Linked DNA regions of Arachis hypogaea: region 1 is linked to region 2. The links are chromatin contacts, called in public Hi-C maps. All regions are on one chromosome and are shown on one strand. The core of a region is the stretch at or near the end of the contact, and the rest is flanking DNA. Distances in the headings are between cores, read along the strand shown.

Region 1 (7,035 bases), core at 4,139-6,638, 240 kb before region 2:
AGTAATGTATCTTATAACTGATGAGCGGTGTAAAACCCGATTAAGTAATGGTAATTAACCCATAAATGAGAATTTGCTCTCAAAAGCTAAAAATGTGATTTTTATGGCTTAATATGATAGATAAGATTGAGACGAGAATTTCGATACCAATTTTTTAGAAATCGGACAAAGATTAGAGCAAACGGGCCAAACCGGACCAACCGGACCCATATTGGGCCCTTGGCCCAACCTAACTAAACAAAAACCATAATTTTCAGTATTCTCTCTCCTCACAACACACAAACACACGTTGAAAATGGGAATGGAGGGGGGAAGAACACTCTCTCAAGTTCTCTCCCTTGGTTGATCTTCAAACCACCATAACTTTTGATCTAGAGCTCCAATTACCGCACTATTTGTGGCTACGCATTCACCGCGAAGAGCTCTACAAAACCCACTACTTTATTCTTGAGGTAATTCACGAATCCATTTCAGTTTATCATCCCTAAATTTTGAGTTTCATGGAGAAATGTGTTGAGATTTTGAACTCTTTGATGTTATATGACCTAACTCTCTTGAAGGAAAAGATTAATCTTGTCTCCTTGAACCTTGGGTGTGGTAAGATTCTCAACCCTAGTGTAATTTGTTATTTTATGATACTTGGGTTTTGAGTTGTGGTGTTTGGGTATGATAATTGTGGCTTAGGTAGTGTGTATGTGAATGTTGAACCTTGATTGAGGTTTTGGCACTACAACATTTTCAAGTTGAGGCAACATTTAAAAAGTGTTGTCTAAAGGCTGACAAAATGTTGCTTTTGATCTATGGCAACACTTTTGGACCTAAGGCAACGTTTTTGGGCGGCGTTGCATATGCAGCCGTTGCCTTAGATCAAGGCAACACTTTTTTGTTTCAAAAGCAACGCTTTTGAGAGCAACACTTGAAAAGTGTTACCTTTGGTTGAAAAACAACAACACTTCAAAGATGGTGTTTGAGACAACACTTTTACAATATTGTCTTTTCTCATATTTTGACCACTACTAAAAAATGTTGCCTATTTGCAATAAAATTCAACCCTTTTATGTGTTGCTTATAAGTTTGAATTTGCAATACTTTAAAGTGTTAGCCTATTAGTTTTGAATATGCGACCTTTTAAAGCATTGTCTTTTCTTTTGAATATGCAACCCATACAAACGTTGCTTTTTCTTTTGGATATGCAACCTATACAAGTGTTGCTTTTTCTTTTATATATTCAACCATACAAGTGTTGTCTAATATTCAAAATATGCAACTAATAAAAAGGTTACCTTTTTAATAAAAATAAAAATTACTTTTGTAATAAAAATACAAAAAATTAAAATTTATAATAAAATTTTTTGTTCATACATGTGTAATTATTTTAATTAATAAATAAATTTGTGCACAATAGAAAAAAATTATAAAAGAGACAAAATAACTAATAATAAAATTCTAATTAAAATAGATATTTAAAAGTTCAATTAGTATTTTAAATACATGTTCATCAATAATTCTCAACAAAATAATAAAATTCTTGTCTAACAATAATTGTCATAACAAAATAGTAATTAATATTTATCAAAAAGATATCAATCTACTTGCATATTTTATATCCATGCTTGACTTGTCCCATATGCTAAATCTGCAAATAATACACAACAAAAAATAAGCAACTTATCATTAAAACTGAAAAATTATAATAATAGAATTTTTTTTATAATATTAAATACATAGATATAAAAGCAATAAATAGGTCTAAAAAACTCATTCTAATGTTCCTAACAACATATAAATATCATGAGTGTGAATGAATGGATAAATTGAATGGGTCTGGGTCTTCTCATGAAAGCAAATTTAATCCCATGTATATAACTGCATTTCCGTTGGATGAACTTTTAATATGTTCAAGCATTCTCGTTAGTAACTTTTTACAAGGAAACTAGTCAAGGCATCAACCAATTTATGATTAAAACCATGAGATATCTAACAAATAACAGTCAGCATTAGGCACTAGATTCAATCTAAATGAGAATAAGAAAACAATTTTAAATTTCCTTAAAAGATAACAGTCCAACAGTAATGCCAATAATTCATAAAATTAAAATTGAAAGTCAGCCAAGGACATGGCTAGTCCTAACCTCTGGAAAATTACAACTGTGATGTGTTATTAACTATGATGGCAGGCCCAGTGTCACACATTATTTTCACAAAAAAACTTAATTAGAAGCATTAAGTCATTGCAAAATTTGTCACATAAAAACTTTCGCTTTTATGTTCATGTCTAGGAATTTCATAGGTTAATTACTAGTTAATATTAAGTTCATGTCGCAGGATAATTGCCCGAGACTTCTGGAGTCTTTCATCAGCTGTAATCAAGTATGTGAGAACTACTGTACTAGATTCAAGCTAGTTAGCAACATATATAAAAGTTAAAATTAATGTTTCTTGGTCAGTGTATCCCCCTTCATACACTTCAAGAACCGAAACAAAACAAGACGGAACTGGGGGAAGAATCGAGGTATAATAGACTGGTTTGTTGATTAAGCTCAAAATTAAAGAGTAAAATTAATTACTTACAGAACTGTCCCCAACAAAGGCCATTGACTTCCCTTTGACCATCTTCAAGAACTGAGTAGCATCAAAGAGAGGAAGCTGACACTCATTAAGTTTCCATCTCCATTGAAGAAACTCCCTGTCAGGTCTTCCATGTAGAAGGCAATTCTGCTTGTCAAATATGAAAGGGCATGTCTCATTGCTGTAGTACGGTCCCTTCAGATAAGGAGTCTAGTTCCCAGAGAAAACATTGCAACTAGTCCTTCTTGTTTCTTCTTTAGATTCAAAGCTTGTGGCAAATATCTTAGAAGCTGATATATTCAAGGTTCTGAGGAGAGGAAAGAGGAGCACTATCACAACAAGAGTGAAGGGTAACAGGACCACACCTCTGGGGATGTTTCTTGCTGCATAGTTGCACTTCAAAATCTCAGTACCCTCTAACTTCATAACACACAACCAACCTCAGCTTTCTTATTAGATTCAACTCTTCTCTGTTGGACACTTACTAGTTACTCTTTTTTTATTTTGCAGTGTAGATCTCCAGTTTCTTGTCTTTAGGAATTGTAGAATTGTCCATGAAAGACACTACAAGCGGGAAGTTAAAGTGTACAATTCATTATGATATTGAATTTTATTAGTATACAGCCCATTCTGTCTTGCGATAACTCGATAAGCTATCTTTATAAGGAATATAAACATTTACCATTCATGACTCATGACGGCTTGCCTTTCCATCCTGCTTTTGAGATGCGACGAAGCTCCTGAGTTCGACCCTTCATATCACTGCAACTTCCCCCAATAATGTTAGGAACTAACGGTGCAAAACCTTGATTAACAAGATAAAGATATAGAAATGTAAAGGTACCTTTGAACAAGATAAAGAAAAAGATAGAACACAGGAAGTAGCACCAAGATCAATGCTCCAGCAGCCAGGCGGAAGAAACTACTTTGCTCCTGCAGAGAAAAATACCAAGTTTAATAAACAGCAGGCATGTCCTATATGATATGTGTTCACTGATCACTGTGATGATAAATTGGCTATATAAAATCTTCAGAAATTGTTGCATGATGAACTGAAAACGGGAAAAAAAAAAGAGAATGCCTAAACCTTTTGCATGGAATTTTTTTAATGACATGACCCATAGCCCAATGTAGATCATCTACCCGATGAATTTTATAGATATCCCTTTATTGCTAAAAGTCAGCAATGACAAGTTTTTAACAAATGATAAGCTTATTATACATTAACATTTTGAATTGGGCCATACCTTGCCTCCTCTAGAGAAAGGCTTCTGTTTCCCTGAGCAGGTGTAAGCATCACAAAACTGGTGTATAAACAATTCTGCCATCAAACCAAAAGAGCACTATAAGAAACACATCTCAAATTTATTTTTGGGGAAATGGGTTACAATAAACACCAAAATGGTATAACAAGAGTAAACTAGGGGAACTAAAATTTAAAAAACACAAGTATACCATGAAGACGGCTTGCTGATGGCCCCTGGCTTATGGGAAAGCAACTGTCAGCAAGACTCTGGACAAAATATGGATATAAATTAGGTAGAACTAGGCCAAAACGACAAATAAATATAAAAAATAATAAAAAATGAAAGCAACCTCACATAGGTGACGGTTTTTTGCAGCAGCTGCTGGATAACACTTAGTTCTAGAGAACTTGAAATTCATAACAGCATCACAATGCAATGCTCCAGATAAATCAGCCAAGCAATTATCATGACTCTGTATATAAATAAATCCACAACAGAGTATAAAAACATTTTCCAAGTAAAACTTCGATTAAATAGCAATGCAAGTAAGTCAAATGTCAACTCCACAAGCATGTATTGAATCCATTGAAATAACATGAGTTTTCTTTAAAATAACCAAAATACTTAGAGACAGCAAAGACAGAGACTCAAAATACAAGAGACAGAGACATGTACGAAAAAGAAAAAGTGAAGATAATTGGAAGCATTGGGAAAAACCTGGCAGCAAATTGATTGAACCGGAAGCATTCTCAGCCAACTCCAACACCTACAACAACTGTGAATCTAATGTTAAGTTCCCTAAATTGAGATTCCACCAACAATAATTAAATTCCAAGCCCTAAAATTGACATCATTTAGTGATTAAAGCACAAGCAGGCAAATACACAATAACAATAAAACATTACAGTGATTTAATAGGATCATAATTAATTAAACAATCATTTCTCATCAATGAAGAAAAATTATCATTACTAGAATTTCTCATCAACTTCAGCCATAACAAAGCTGAGTAAAGCAAGGAGACTATCTGTGATGGAAAGAGCACGAGCACCACGGGGGAGCAAAGCATATCAGCACCTAGCCAGGGGCTAAGAAAAACGTCGCAAGTAGAAGAAGGCGAGCAAATTGGAATCGAGCAGAGCAAAATTCAGAAGTTCAAAATGCAGAGCGATGAGCACGAAGGCGCACGAGCAGCAACAAGCACGACGGCGCGTGAGCAGAGACGAGCACGAAGGCAACGTGAGCAGCGAGTAACACAACTTCAGAAGCAACGATGAGGAAATGCAGAGCAGCAACGAACACGACGACGATGCGAGCAGCGAACAAGCACGACGGCAATGCGCCGATGCGAGTAGCGACGAGCACGACGGCGCGCGAACAGCGACAAGCGCGACGGCGACACGAGCAGAGAGGAACACAACTTCACAAGCAACTATGAGGAAATCGAACAAACAAAGAAAAATCACGCATCAATAAAATTTTGAAATGGTTGGGGTTAGGGTTTCTAATCGAAAATAGGGCTTGGAATTTTGTTTTGAACTCTAGATTTGAATCAGTAAATAACATATAAACTACAAAGATGTGTTTTGTGCTAAGTTAAAAGAAGGAAAAAGTACTTTTTTGTTAAAATATTTGGAGAGAAGGTCAAAATTTTTGAAGAAAAATTTTAATTTATTTTTGGCAACAGTTATAATGAGAAGTTTATTAAAAATTTAAAAACAACACTTATAAAGGGTAATATATAAATATCACAAATGTTGCCTGTTTAATTTACAAAAGTAACACTTTTTACTTGTACTTTAATTGATTAAAAAGGAACATTTATGGGGTGTTGTTAAAAGAAAGTTGCAACAGCTTTATTTTTATGTAACAAATATTAAGTGTTGTCTTTAGTTAGTTTAGATAACACTTTTTTAGTGTTATTTGCAGTATATGTTGCAATAGTTAAAAAATGTTGTAGTGTGGAAAGCTTAGAAGAGAGCTTTGGTGATAAAAATATGTTCTTGGAGGTGTTGAGACCTTGAAAGCTTGTGGACAAGTGATTTAGAAGTGCTCCGATTGAGCTTGGGAAATCGGCTAACGTATAGTCTCGGTTTCCTGTATCTAAAATGTAATGTGGTGTGAAAACTTAGGCTAGAGGCCCTAAGATAGGCATTGAATTGTTGATGTTGTTGAATGGTTGAGATATATGATGTAGTCATATATGTGATTGAGAATATTGATGCCTTATGGGTGTGATATATGAGAAAAATGCATGTTGTGATATATGTTTGATGAATGGTTGAGGTTGAATTATGGGTGAAACCATGTTGATGGTGAGTATGATATTGATTATGTGAAATGATGACTAATTGGAAATGGTATTGTTGGAAATTGGGATGAGGAAGGATGTATGACATGTTAATATGTTTGCAATTTAGCCATTGATTTGAGATGAGTTAAAATAATGGAATGGTGGTTGTGATTTTGAGGAAAAAGATAATGTATGAGTTGAGGAGGATTGATGTTGATTTTTGGTATATTTTGATTGATTTCAAAAAGGGTTGAAATTGGTATGTTTTGGTTGATTTTAAAAAGGGATGAAATTGATTTGTTTTGAAAATGGCACCTTGTGGTTTTGTATAAAAATATAGTTTTTAGGCATACTTTGACGGGGCATAACTTAGACTCCGAATCCCCATTTTGTGCCAAACTTGTTTAAAAATGAAATTTGGATCCGGGATGTTCATGCCTTCTAAAGAACGGGTGAAAAATGATTTAAAATGAGGAAGTTATGTCCGTTGGAAGATTGGGGGTTTAATCTGTGAATTCTGCAGCTTTTAACTTAGAAAATTTTTTAGCAGAATACCCCCCACGCGTAAGCGTGCCTGAAACGTACGCGTTGTTTTTCAGAAATGCACCATCCACACGTGTGCATGGCCCACGCCTGCGCGTTGATGCGATGCACCAAATGCCCAGCCATTTTTCTGAGAGTTATGCCAGAATTGTGCCAATTTTGTGCGTGGGGCACAAACGCACCCACCGTACGCGTGGCTGACGCGTACGCGTCATATAGCTGTTTTTTCATCCACGCGTGCGCATGGGCAATGCATACGCGTTGATGAACTTTGTGGCCATCCACGCGTGCGCGTGGAGGACGCATATGCGTGGCCCTATTTTCATCCCAAAGTTGATTTTTGAGTTTTAAAAACCAAATTTCATACTTCTAAGCCTCTAATCT
Region 2 (7,178 bases), core at 3,819-6,318:
TCCCGTGATGACAAAAGGGAGAGTAGTAGAAGAAAGTAGAATTGAATAGTTTAGAATTTTTGGATTTCATAATTTTTATTTTGTTGCAGGTAATATGGCATACTCTATTTTAGAATATTTTTTTTCATGCTCTGTTCTGGTTTTATGCTATGTTTTAAAATGATTAATTTTTTTGTACTATGGTTTAGAATTCTTTGACGATTTCTCTATTCATTGATAACTATTGCATTATTTTTTGAACAAGTGTTGATGATACACTTAGACCATGATCAAGTGTTTGGTTTCATTGGTTGAAAATGAAACAAAACAATTGTGCTATCTGTAAAAAATTGTGCTATCCGTATGTTGTGTATAGTTGTGTGTTCTGTGTGTAGATATTTAAATAGGAAACAAAACATGAGCACAAAGTCAGGGGGAGCAATCCTTGAAAAAAAGGGGGAGCACATCAAAACTACTAGATGTCATCAAAGGGAAGTGCCTTAACATTATCTAATTCAATTCTTTTGATTCTATCCTTTGAAATTATGTTTGTCATCAAGGGGGAGATTGTTGAGTTAAGAATGAATATTAATTTAATAATGATGATAAACATTAATTTATTGGCCGGTTAAACACCCAATTGGGTTTGAGTGGTTCATTTAAGTGATGCAGGCCCAAATAATTGAGTAGCAATCCAAACAAATGAAACAAAGCAATCAAATGTACTGAATGGATATTAAATCCACAACTAAGCCCAATACAAAGTGAAACAAAGAAAAGCGTTCAATAAAGCTAAGTTTCAACATGCTTCAAATCTGGTAAACACTTGAAAGAGAGAGAGAAAGAGACCTTCACCTTCAAGCTCACTTACACCAGAGAAGAAAGAAAGAGAAAGCTCATAAAAAAAGCAAGAGTCTAATCAAAATAAATTAAAAGCATGTTACACCAAGTCAGGGTTAAAGGTAAATAATTTCTTTTTGCATGCAAGTTGATTTCTTCACTTCTTCTCCTACTCTCTGTGATGCCATTTAAAGAAAAAAAAAAGAAAATGGTAGTTGATTATCTCTGTTGTGTATCAATGGTTAAAGTTATTACTTGGAGTCAAAACACATTTTCAAAATTTTGAATTTGGAATTATCATTGAGCAAGCTCATTTCTGCTGCTCTGATGTCCTTGGTCAAGCAAATGGATCAAATTTTAAATGCCTAATTTAGGGGTTGATTGAAAAAAAAAGAAAGGATGAATTTTGAAAGTTCAAAGTCCAAGAAGTTGACTTGGAAAAAATCCTAATTTTGGCTAAAAGCAAGGTACAAAAAGAAAAATTGAATATGAGCATAGAACAAGGAGGGAGGGAGGGAGAGAGAGAGAGAGAGAGAGAGAGAGAGAGAGAGAGAGAGAGAGAGAGAGAGAGAGAGAATCCTCACTACTAATTTTGAAGTCTTGGAAGCATTGCACTTACACTAAAGGGAGAATTCCGCCAAGATGAAGAACAAAGTGATTAGTTCAGATGCTGAGTTCAGTTCATAGAGTCAAGAGTGTTATTCATCATTTCCTTCATGTTTTACTATTTGTATTTCAGTTTCAATGTATATCTTTCTTAGTTTTCTTTTTCTTAGTTTTCTTTGAAAGGTAAAAGACAAGAAAGAGAGGCATTGAAAAAAGCCATAGAGTGAAAAAGGTTGAGAGATACACTTGAGAGAAAAGTCAAGAGTGATTTCAGATTTCTTTTGGTTGTATCTTCTGTCTTGTGTCATGTACCTAAGAGGTATCCCTTGTTAAGTTGGGTAAGCACTTAGTGCAGTAAGTCTAGGTATTAGCATAACCAAGTCAAGTTTATGTTCAAGTTTGTGTGCCCATATAGGATTACGTTGAGTCCTATAGAATTGGTGTATGTAATACTTGGATTATAGTGAAAATTTCACCAACATTATAGTGAAAACTGGAGGTAGGTTGTATTGCACAAGGCAACTACTGAACTATGATATATGGCTGTGTCATCTTCTTTCTCTTTGCTTTAGTTCTATTTTCTGGTTTTATGAGACAAAACAAGATTGTCTCCTGAATTATTCGTTGCGTAAACCAAATAGAAATCAAGTTCAAAATTTTGTGTTTAACGCTTAATTATTTAAAGTTAAAAAAGGCCATAGATTTAACTCCCCTCCTCTAAACCTTCTGAAACCTTCAGTATACAATAAGTAGTTATCCCTTTTCTATCTACTTTAAAAAAATAGAACAAGAGAGTAAAAGAATTATACAATATAACTTATTTAGTTATTCTTTTGGCTAGAAAAAAAGATAGTTGAAAAACATACTTTATTTTACAAGCCTTTACTTTAAAAATTTTATAATTTATAATCATCTTACCATTTTCTGCTTTAAAATTATTTCGATAATCTTTTCATAATATTTAATAGGTATTAGTCCCTCTTATATATAATTTACATCTGCTCTAAATCTACCATAACTTTAAATTCAAATTTTTCTCCTCCAATAATTATGAGTACAGGAATATACCATTTTTGACTAACTAATAACATTAACTCATTAATTCAAATTAAGTATTTTATTAACTCACAATCTCCTCCTCATCTTTTATTAATTCTAGTCGCTCTTTATTATTTTTGTGCTTTTATTATATTCTCTCCCTCTAATTTTAATATCTTATAATTAAAAAAATATCTTGTTGCCTTAACTTAGAGATTTCTTATTTTAATTTTTTTTAGAAGTTTTAAGAAAGTTTTGTTCTTGAAAATTTTAAACCTGTTGTATATATATATTTTTTTATCTCTACTGACCTCACCTACTCCTTAATTTCTTCCTTTTTTTTAACTAAATCATTTAATTGTAATATAAATACATTTTTTAGTGGAGAATCTTTTAACTTATCTATTACAGATATTAGTATACCTGTCTATTTCCTAGTTAATATATCAATAGGCTCGAACTGATTTTTTGTGATCATATATTAACAGATTTTACACAGTTATTATAACAACATATTTCTGGTTTTAAATAATATTCATCCTCTGGTTCTGATAAACTTGAACAAGAATTTATATCTAGTTGTTATGTAAAATTATCTGAATAATCTTACAAGTATTTAGACTCTATTTTTATTTCTGATTCGTCATCGATTAATATAGTTATTAGTGCTTGTCTTACTTTTTTATTACTAATTTTATTTATATTTTTTTATTTTGTAGTTATTTACATAATGACCTAATTTTTTATATTTTTAACAGATTATTTATTTTTTATTCTTTGCACTTTTTATTATTTTATTTTTTTCTTATTTTTTATTATTATATTTTTGTTTTTTTATAATTTTCTTTTGACTTGTACATAAATTTGTATTATACCTTATATAGTTCTTGATATTGATATTTATTGTCATTTTTCTTATTATTTCTTTTTTTAATAATTTACTTTTGGTTATTGGGTGCCTTTTCTGTAGCAATATCATATTGCTGGCAAAAATTTTCTAGTTCTTGCTTGTTACTAGCATTTTTTTGTTAATTTTTTTTTGCAGCCTAGTATTCGTACATATTTTTACTCTTATTTATACTATTATATTATGTATTTATCCAAATATTAATCTTTCGTATGGTATTTAAATACCAAATAAGGATTGTAATCTCTGTAATACTTTATCTTCAAAAGATTTGGGTAAGAATGTTATGAATCTTTCTTTTTAAAAAAAAAATTGATTCATCATTTCTCATGATGACTTTAGATATAAAAATATCTTAGTACTATCTATAATTAAATATGGTTGGACATCTTGAATTCATTAACTGAGTTTTAATTTTATCTTTAAAAATGTTTAGTTCTCCTAAGAAGTTTTTTATGATTGTAAATATCAAGGTTGTTGTAACATCCTGTAATCGATCTTCTTGTTTAACACTATTAAGGATTAACTCTTTTTCTTGTAAGGTGAAAAAGTTATCTCACTATATTTTTAATTGTTCAGTGAATCATTGAGTTATCAGTACAGTAACTTCTCTATTACTAGCTCATTTTAATTTATAGGTGATTGCCACCATCGTTATATTATACATTAAGTTTAAAATAACTTATTCACTTAATCCATCTAAATTTTATTCTACTAAATTAAATCTAGTAAAACTATTATGTACTGATTGTATCTTTTTCTCAAGACTTACATTTGCTGGGATTGGTCATAGACAATAATTTCTGAGTTTTGAGTAATTTTAATTTTTGAAGAATATTTTCTTAACATGTAACTATATTGTGTTGATAGCCGTCTTTTTCTAGTTTATTATTTTAAGTTTTTCTTTTAACTCTTCTATATTTGCTTTTACACTTATTCTAAGTTTGATTATGTCAAGACTTTAAAATTTGTATATAGATTTTTCTACAAATTTATTTTATTTATGTCTATGTTTAATTCTTTATAACTGTTTTTCATATCTTCTAAAACCGTATTAATATAATTATAGGACTTTTTTTATTTACATTGCCTTCCAAACTACTATCCTTATAAAGGGTAACTTCTAATTCCCAGTCTTGGACAATTATAGTTTTATAATTTTTCTAAAAAGGTATTGTGATTTTATTATTTGATCTGTACTAATTTTTTAAGTAGTATTTATTTTTGTTAAAGGACAAAATTCTCTTTTAAAGTTTTGAAAGTAATTATTAAATCAATCAAAGAAATATATAATAATATTATTTTTTTAGATATTTATAATATAATTCTCTTATCTTAATAGTTTTTTTTATATATCTAGTAAAATATCATTTTCTTAAATTTTTATTATATTTTGTATTAATTTTCACTAATTTATTATTTATTTATTTTAAAAGTTTTTTCTTTTATTATATCTAAAACCTGAGAGACTATAAGTGAATAATTAATTTTTACTCTAGACATAAAGATTGTTATACTAGGTGTAATATTATTTATTTTTATTATTTTTTTACTATAGTAACTTGATATTCTTTCATATTGAACTCTATGCATCCTTAGCCTAATATTCTTTTATATATATATATATATATATATATATATATATATATATATATATATATATATATATATATATATATCCCATTATCCCTTGTGGATGGCGGATGCGATGCTATGGAAGGCATGACCATGACATGTATGTAGAAATTATGGGGAGGGAGAGAGAAGAGAGACGGGGGGCAGTAATGGAAATTGATGCAAAAAAAGTAAATTTATTTGGGTGTTATATGTAATGTAATTAAAATAAAAAAAGAAAAAAATGTAATGTAATGTAATGACTAATGAGCAATGAGGGTGTTGGTGTTGCTGTGTTCAATTCATTTTGTTCTGTTGGATACATACATTGGTTGATCATCTCATCTCATTTCATCATCGTTATCAATTTAATTTCGGACCTTCTCCTTTTCTCTTTTTCTCTTCTCAGCTTCCCCAGCTACCTCCCAAACCCCCACTGCACCCTCAAACGGACGATCCGAAGATAAATCATCTCTTTCTTCTTTCTCTCTCTCGCTCTCTCTCTCCAACAAACACTAATAACCATCACTCATCTTTTCTTCTTCCTCCTCCTCCTCCTTCTTCTTCAGTAAATAAATTAGTAAGATAATATCTTTAACCTTTTTCTCTATCTCTTTTTCACCAATCTCTCTCTCTCTCTCTTTCCATATATACATATTTTATTTATTTTTCTCCCTTTGTGGGGTTTTAAAGTAACCTCTATTTTTGACGATCTTCAGGATCAGCTTGATCTTATGTCAATGGAAAATTTGTTACATTAAAACCCAGGTACGTCTCCCCTAACATGCTCTTATGCTTCATTTCTCTCTCTCTTTCTCTTGTTGTTAGTTTAGTATAGTTTTTTCTTTTCTTGTTTTCTTTTGTTGGGGGACACAGATTCACTGATAAACCTGAAAGCTGAAAAAAAGGAGGAAGCTTTTTTACATCTAGGGAAGTGGGTTGGGGGTGTGTGTGCGTCTTCTTATTTCCGTGATTATGGCTGTTGCTGAGAATGCTGGGGCCAAAATCGGTTCTTCCAGTCAAAATTTGGACAACAGTGTTGTCTCATCGGACACCACTGAGATGGAGAAATCAAAGGCAAGGTCTGGCGGCGGCGGCGGCGGAGGAGGAGGCGCTGTCAACGGTGGTGGTGGTGATCAGAATCTGAACGGTGTATTCAACCAAGACAGAGGTGCAAACACTGTTGTGTCAGTCACTAACGGTAATTACAAGGCTCAGGTGGGTCAGATTCGAAATGGGTTTGATGGAAACGGAGTCCAGGGTCAACAGATGGTGGTCAACAATGATGGGTATGTTGGGATTAATGCGGTAAGGAATGGGGAGAACTGTGGTGAGAGTTATAAGAGGGAGATGAGGGATTTGGAGGAGCTTTTGTCAAAGTTGAACCCCATGGCTGAGGAGTTTGTGCCGCCGTCGCTCGCCAACAGTCACGGTTACTTGGCTGGTCCTGGTGGTGCTGCTGCTTTTGGATTCGCCAACAATTTTCTGCTCCACAATAATTATGGCAATGCTAATGGCCAGACTAACAGAAGGGTATGAACTTGGAAGAATTTTTTTTTTATTTATCCAATGGTGGAATATTATCTTTTAACTTGTGCCTTGAATTTTTATTGATACAATAATTGCTTGTTGCAGAGGAAGAATGGCTATAGTCAAGGGAAGCGTAGAGCGAATAATAAGATGGATATGGAGAAAAGGGAAGAGATGATTAGGAGGACTGTTTATGTGTCTGACATTGATCAGCTGGTACATGTTTTTAGTTGTCTTATGGATTTTATCATTTCAGCTAACTTGCAAAGAATGCAATGTGTATTCACTTGGAAGGTGGTTTTTTATGTTGGTATCTAGGTTACCGAAGAGCAGCTGGCGGCTCTCTTTCTTAACTGTGGCCAGGTAGGAAACGGTTACATTTTGTTTGCTTGCGAGTTGCGACATGTGCTTCTTAATGACATTTGACCTTGTGATTACTTTTAAATGAACTCCTTTTTCATGAATATAGGTCGTTGACTGCCGCGTATGCGGGGATCCCAATTCTATTCTTCGGTTTGCTTTCATTGAGTTTACGGATGAAGGTAATGGTTCAACTTAATAAATGATGTCTGTATGCTCTAGTTATTAACATTTTGCCGTACTAATGCTATTATTTCTGCAGATGGTGCAAGGGCTGCTTTGAGCCTTTCTGGAACTATGCTCG

What was found. Hi-C and Micro-C count contacts between places; a contact is called where the count stands out from the background.
Region 1: a Hi-C map of leaf shows a contact between it and region 2, with 2.9 times the contacts expected there. The contact joins the promoter of LOC112715682 here to the promoter of LOC112715681 in region 2. A contact is called at or near these places in 2 of 8 Hi-C or Micro-C datasets (both in leaf).

What each region holds. Positions count from the first base shown.
Region 1 is chr10:74,446,156-74,453,190 of arahy.Tifrunner.gnm2.J5K5, reverse strand. It overlaps LOC112715682, which reads right to left and starts at 5,388. Exons shown (of 9, transcript XM_025767477.3): 1 at 4,788-5,388; 2 at 4,533-4,590; 3 at 4,165-4,287; 4 at 4,024-4,081; 5 at 3,816-3,889; 6 at 3,413-3,501; 7 at 3,251-3,330; 8 at 2,572-3,132; 9 at 1,430-1,636. The coding sequence starts at 4,813. The coding sequence ends at 3,261. LOC140175667 reads left to right here. Exons shown (of 3, transcript XM_072204200.1): 3 at 2,829-2,959. The coding sequence ends at 2,959.
Region 2 is chr10:74,202,131-74,209,308 of arahy.Tifrunner.gnm2.J5K5, reverse strand. LOC112715681 (polyadenylate-binding protein-interacting protein 12) reads left to right here and starts at 5,068. Exons shown (of 12, transcript XM_025767473.3): 1 at 5,068-5,564; 2 at 5,704-5,752; 3 at 5,861-6,517; 4 at 6,620-6,730; 5 at 6,833-6,877; 6 at 6,984-7,056; 7 at 7,137-7,178. The coding sequence starts at 5,960.